Regions from separate parts of the Lactuca sativa genome. Here region 1 is linked to region 2. A link is a contact called in public Hi-C data. All regions are on one chromosome and are shown on one strand. The core of a region is the stretch at or near the end of the contact, and the rest is flanking DNA. Distances in the headings are between cores, read along the strand shown.

Region 1 (3,119 bases), core at 263-2,762, 180 kb after region 2:
AGTTATGGTGAAGTTTTCTACTGAATTGTTTATCTTTTCCAAAAAAAAATTGTTTTTATTTTTTTAGTTTAGAATTTGTTTTTTAAAAAAAACAATTTCAAGACATTTACTTTTTTATGTTTTTTTTCTAAATTTTGGTATTCATAACCATTTATCTTGTAAGAAGCTTTAAAAGAAAATTTAGAAAATAATAGAGTTAGTAAAATTTAATTGAATATTGCAAAACAATAATAAAGTTTGAAAAAAAAATTAATGATTTGAACAAAAGAAATTTTCAAAAACTTATTTTCTATTTATATTTTTTTTCAGTTTTAGATATGTCAATTTGTTTACACTTTTTTTTGTTTTAGAATATATATATATATATATATATATATATATATATAGAGAGAGAGAGAGAGAGAGGTAGGTTTAAATGTTTCTCACATCTATTGTGTGCTAGAATGCACCAATAAGAATTGAGTAAACATTAAATGGATATTAAATGATATCCATATTTATAATTCTTTTTTATGGAAACTAATTTAATTCGTCATTAATGTTAATAATAATATTCTTTCAAAATGAATTCATATATAAAATAATAAGAGTGTATTCTAGGAGAACGAGAGTATATTCTACTAGAATACACCCTCATTCTTCATATTCCATACAACTTTATTGTATTTTAAGTGAGTGGGTCCTGAAATAATGTTATTGCTAACATAAAAACCTAGATACGAATTCATTCTGAAAGAATGTTATTGCTGACATTAATGACGAATTTAATTAATTTCCATAAAGAGAAAATTATAATTATGGATATCATTTAATATACATACAATTATGGAAACCATTTAATATCTATCATTATTTAATTACATAATAATATAATTTTAGTAAATTTCTATTGGTGCATTCTAGCACACAATAGATGTAAAAAACACTTTAACCTAGTCCTATATATATATATATATATATATATATATATATATATATATATATATATATATATAGAGAGAGAGAGAGAGAGAGAGAGAGAGAGAACACAAAAATGTAAGAAATAGAAAGTTATTTTTTCGAAAAAAAAAAATATAATCAAAACCTTTTATTAATATCAATGACGAGTTATTTATGACAAACAAAAAAGCAAGAAAAAGAAAGCTTTTATTAATTTCAAAATCGATAGTATGATTTTCAGAATCCATAGTATGGTAATTTTATAAATATCACATACTATGAACGATTATTACATCAAAAAAGTAAGAAAGAGAAACTTTTTATTAATTTCAAAATCCAAAGTATGATTTTCAAAATCCATAGTATAGTAATTTTATAAATATCACATACTATGACCCATTATTACATTAGGATCATTAATTGGCTAATAAATACAATTGGCCTTATCAGGCTTTACTTTCTCAAGGTCAAATTTGCTAAATTCAGAAAACATACAATGTTTATTGAGTATGTTGCTACTTCCCATAACAAGAGTAATTTAATTACTTAAACTTTTACTCTGTAAAAAAGAATTAATCTTCATATATGTTCAAAATAATTCCACTCGTTTCATGCTTCCTTATTGCATCCGTTACGAACCATTCTGCATGCTCTCTCTTCTCTTGAATCATCGAACTTCCGCTTTCAAACATCGAAATACACTTGTAAGTTTGCATAATCGATATCTTCTGTATGGTTAGATCAAATAGCTATATGATTTTGTTGATGAAAATGAAATGATTGTATAAATTTCGATGTGTTTTTGTAGGAGCTAATGAGCACTGGTATTAAAGCACGACGTGTTCACCCCAATCGGATGTCTCAGCCTCCGGAACCTAGTCCCAAAGCATTGGTTACACCATCAGGTAGTGATCCTGATTCTTCTTTAAATCCGATGGGTTTTCAATTGGGGTTTAACAAATCGGCACAAACCCCTAATTTAAACCCTAATTTTGATGATGAAACGTTGGATCATTATACATATGAGCAACTTGAAGACTCTATTTTGAAAAAAATAGAGCTTTTGTACATCAAGGCTATTTCCCAGCTTGTTTCATCAGGCTATGATGAGCATGCTGTTTTAGAAGCTATATTGAGGAATGGACATTGTCATGGGAAAATGGACCCATTGACTAACATTTTGCATAATGCCCAAATATATTTGAGTACTGCCGATAGTGGATGCAATGATAAATTTGTTAGCACCGAGAAAGTGTTTGCTAATTTGAAGTTGTTGAGAGAAGCTACACTCATTTCTTTATTATGTTGGTTGAGGAAAAGTTATCCATTTATGAGCAGAAGGGATGCCATGTGTTGGTTACTCGTTTCTGACCTTCATACAATTCGTGTAAGTTCATCAAAAATCTCTAATGATGATGGCGATGGTGTTAATACACAAATGGATGATCCACATCCAAATTGGTCAGAGCCCACTCCATCAATGCTTGTCCTTTTAAAAGATAATGCAGACTTTTTAGCTGCAGAGTATAGAAGCTTGGATGGAGATTCTTTAGTTGCAGATGTAAAACATAGTAAGGTAAGTCTTGAAGGTTTGTGTATGAAGAATCAAACATCTACCAAAAGTATCTTGAAAAGATTCAATGATTTGAATCCCAAGGATGAGATACTTATGAGTTTAATGAAAGAAATCAAGGATCTTGATACACGCATCAATGAAAAAAAGAAGTGGGCTGATGAGAAAGCATTGCAAGCAGCAAAAAGGTTGTGTGAAGATCGCAATGAGTTAAAGAAGTTAAGAATGGAAAAGGAGGATAACGAATGGACTAAGAAGCAGAAGTCACCTCTTGATATTGACCACCCCACCATGAAGAGTCTCATTGATGCAGAGATGGCTTTGAGGGCATTAGATACAGAATGTGATCATGCACTAATGTTAATGAGTTATCTTGAAATTGAGAATTTAGAAATTAAAGCTGAAATTATGGCTTCAAAGTTGAGTGCTTCTGAGTCTGTGACTTCAATTGTTGAGTCTGCTAAAAGGGAGAAGAAGCATCTCAAGAAGATTTTAGCGTGGGAGAAACAAAAGGGTAAGTTGGAGGAAGATATTACATCTGAGAAACAGAAGCTCGTGGAGATAGAAGAAGAAATGATTCAAGTTGAAGCATCTAAAAAAACAGCCG
Region 2 (3,257 bases), core at 595-3,094:
CGTCTATCACTTTATTGTGAAAGACCTGAGTGGGCCGTTCTGCCATCAGTACCTCCATATTGCGCTGAGTAGAATTTTACAATGGGCTTGAGTCAGTGATTGGAAAACTTCCTTTTCTAGATCTTGATTCACGTAGAAATTCTGCACTTATGGTCCTAGTTAACCCGGAGAGACTCGAATTCCCGTTGGTAGCATAGAATTACAACAGCCCTGCCAAAACCCCTGTATGGCTTCTTCTATTTCTCGATAAAGGGAAATATGACCAAGAGTGGTTCGAATATATATATAAAGAATTTCTTTTTTTATACTTCGTACTATTAGATAGTGTCCATAAATCTCATAATAGGTCCCCACAGATTCATAGTGAATTTCGATGGGAACTTCTCTTGCAGCAATAACGCGTTGATCTAGTCGCCACCGCAGCCACAAAGGACTACCTAAATTGATTCGTTTTTGCCGATAAGCTCCAATTGCATCATAGGGATTACAAAAAAAGGGTTCTTTTTTTTTTGTATACTTATAGTTATTATCTTCATTTTGATAGTTTCTACGATTACATGGATTATACCTATTTACACAAATACCCCGACGATTTCCACTCGTTAAGACATAGAGTCCACTAAGCATATCTTGAGTTGGTGCCGAAATCGGATCCCCAATAGTTGGAGACAAAAGATTCATATGAGAAAACATAAGTAAACGCGCCTCTGCTTGAGCCTCCAAAGATAAAGGCACATGAACAGCCATTTGATCCCCGTCAAAGTCTGCATTGAAGCCCTTACAAACTAATGGATGTAAACAAATAGCGCGCCCTTCCACTAAAACGGGGAGGAATGCCTGTATGCCTAATCTATGCAGAGTAGGCGCTCTATTCAGCAATACAGGATGGTCATCCAGAATTTCCTGAAGTATTTCCCATACAATCGGTTTTTTTTTCCGAATTTGACTCTTAGCAACTCCTATGTTCGAAGCAAGATGTTTTCTAATTAGGTCACGAATTACAAATGCCTGGAAAAGTTCTATTGCTATTTCGCGAGGCAATCCACATCGATGTAATGAAAGTGAAGGGCCCACGACAATCACGGACCGCCCTGAATAATCGACCCGTTTACCAAGCAGAGTCTCGCGAACTCTTCCTTCTTTGCCTTCAATTACATCTGAAAGCGACTTGTAAACTCTATTATGATCATCCCTCATTGGTTGTCCGCAGATTCCATTATCAAGAAGTGCATCCACGGCTTCTTGTAGCAATTTTTCCTGAGATATTATTAATTCTTCTGGCGTAGCTATACTTGTTGTTAATAGATCTGTAAGAGTATTATTCCGATAGATAATTCTTCTATAGATTTCATTAATATCCGAGGTCACTAGTTTATCCTCATCTATATGATAGATTGGTCTCAACTCAGGAGGAAGAACTGGTAATAGACGCAAAACCATCCATTTTGGTTCTATATTTGTTCGAATAAAATGCTTAGCCAATTCCATGCGTCTAAGCAAAAAATCTTTTCTTCTTCCAACTTTTCGATCTTCCCATTCGTTCCCTGTGGGTTCCTCTTCCTCCAATTCTTTCCATTCTACCAATGAATAGTCTATAATAATTCGTAAATCTAGATTGGCTAATTGTTGTCTGATAGAACCTCCCCCGGTAGACATCTCTCGATTTCGAAATGTATCGAAGCTCCGGGTAGTAAAAAAAATGGGGATCCTGTATTTCCAGGGTTGAATTTCATATTCTAATAAACCCCGTAATCGTAAAAAAGTAGGTTTTTTATCTATGGGCCTAGCAAAATAAAAATTGGGATAGGATCTCCCCCCCTCAAAATCGGACGTGAAAGTTTCCTTTCATCCGGCTCAAGTAGGTATACCAAAAAAAGAAAAAGAAAGGAGTTAACATAGAATTGAATTGCAACGTGAATGTTCTTTAAGAAGTTATTTCTTTTAAAATCTAAAGATCTATAAAGATTCTCATGATCAAAGCTTGGTGGAAATCACAATTGAGAAAGAAAAATACTATTGAATATTCCAAGTCCTAATGAATAAGGAATGTAACATAAAAACTATAAAAATAATAATCATTAATCATAAATTTGCATACAAATATTTGTATACAACATTAAACAACATTGGATGTTTTGTTCATACGTCAATCATCGTTATTTTTAACTAAAATGTAAATTGGATTCAAAACTTCAACAATATTCTTTTAAGTCAAGATCAATAATAAAATCATCATTTTGTAAATAAAATGAAAAAGAAAGACAATTATATATGATAATATCATTTTTTTATTTAAAATCAAAAAGCAAGGTGATATAAGAAACAAACATGAACATAAAATGAAAAACAAATTATAGGAAAAACTAAAAATAAAGATTTCTAAAATAGTATTTTAAAAAAAGATATAACTAAAATGAGGAATTATTGGTTTCTTTAAGTAATAATTTATTGGGGGATGAGTAGGCCAATTAGATAATTGGGATGACCAAAAGATGATAAAAATCCATAAACTGATTTATTTATTATATATAAATGAAATGATATTTTTACATATGGTTGTAACATTAGCACCACGTCAACTTGAAATAAGTGTACATTTTATGAGGAAAAGCATGTTCAAAAACATTTTTTCCTGTAAAAACTACCCTAAGAAATATATAAAAAAAGGTATACAATAGGATTGTTGTGGTAAAGACAATAATACCCACGGTTTGTAGAAGAAAACTTCAGCTACTGGAGATGCATGTCTCAAAGGTTCCTGCAATGGAACAAAGCTAGCTAAAGGCTTTTGGGTTCAACCTAAACTCCTACAAAAATTCAGATAAATATCATTTAATGGGTTTTAAAATGAGGTTTTTGTACATGGTCAATGCCAATACCATATCTTAAAAAACATGAAACTTATTAATTAGTTGCATCTCTTGTTGACACATAAATAGAAGAAATTTCCAAATTCTCCATAAAATTAATGCATTGGAATTTTAAATAAGAAATATCAAGTCATAAAGAGGTCTAATACACATAAAGTGCAAACACAATCTGTTGCAGAAAAGATTGTGCCTCTGGCCTGAAAGAATAAAGTTGGAAATAATTGAAAAAAAATAAGGAGTAAATAATACCAAGAAAATCTCCTAGGTCAACAGAGCCAACATTCATTCTTTTGAAAATGTTTATAGTCTCTGTAACAGAAGTTACACAAAATTTTATCATATGATTAAAAAAATGAAATAGATATTGTATTAGAGTGAAGATATTGA

Evidence for each region. A called contact is a pair of places that touch in the nucleus more often than the background predicts.
Region 1: a Hi-C map of leaf shows a contact between it and region 2, with 3 times the contacts expected there. The contact joins the promoter of LOC111901102 here to the promoter of LOC122194862 in region 2. A contact is called at or near these places in 2 of 4 Hi-C or Micro-C datasets (leaf and seed).

Annotation. Positions count from the first base shown.
Region 1 is chr6:156,305,431-156,308,549 of Lsat_Salinas_v11, forward strand. LOC111901102 (MND1-interacting protein 1) reads left to right here and starts at 1,513. Exons shown (of 3, transcript XM_042895919.2): 1 at 1,513-1,643; 2 at 1,748-3,119. The coding sequence starts at 1,551.
Region 2 is chr6:156,121,551-156,124,807 of Lsat_Salinas_v11, forward strand. It overlaps LOC122194862 (DNA-directed RNA polymerase subunit beta'-like), which reads right to left and starts at 1,845. Exons shown (of 1, transcript XM_042896147.2): 1 at 1-1,845. The coding sequence starts at 1,845. The coding sequence ends at 160. LOC128126902 (DNA-directed RNA polymerase subunit beta''-like) reads right to left here and starts at 58. Exons shown (of 1, transcript XM_052765068.1): 1 at 1-58. The coding sequence starts at 58.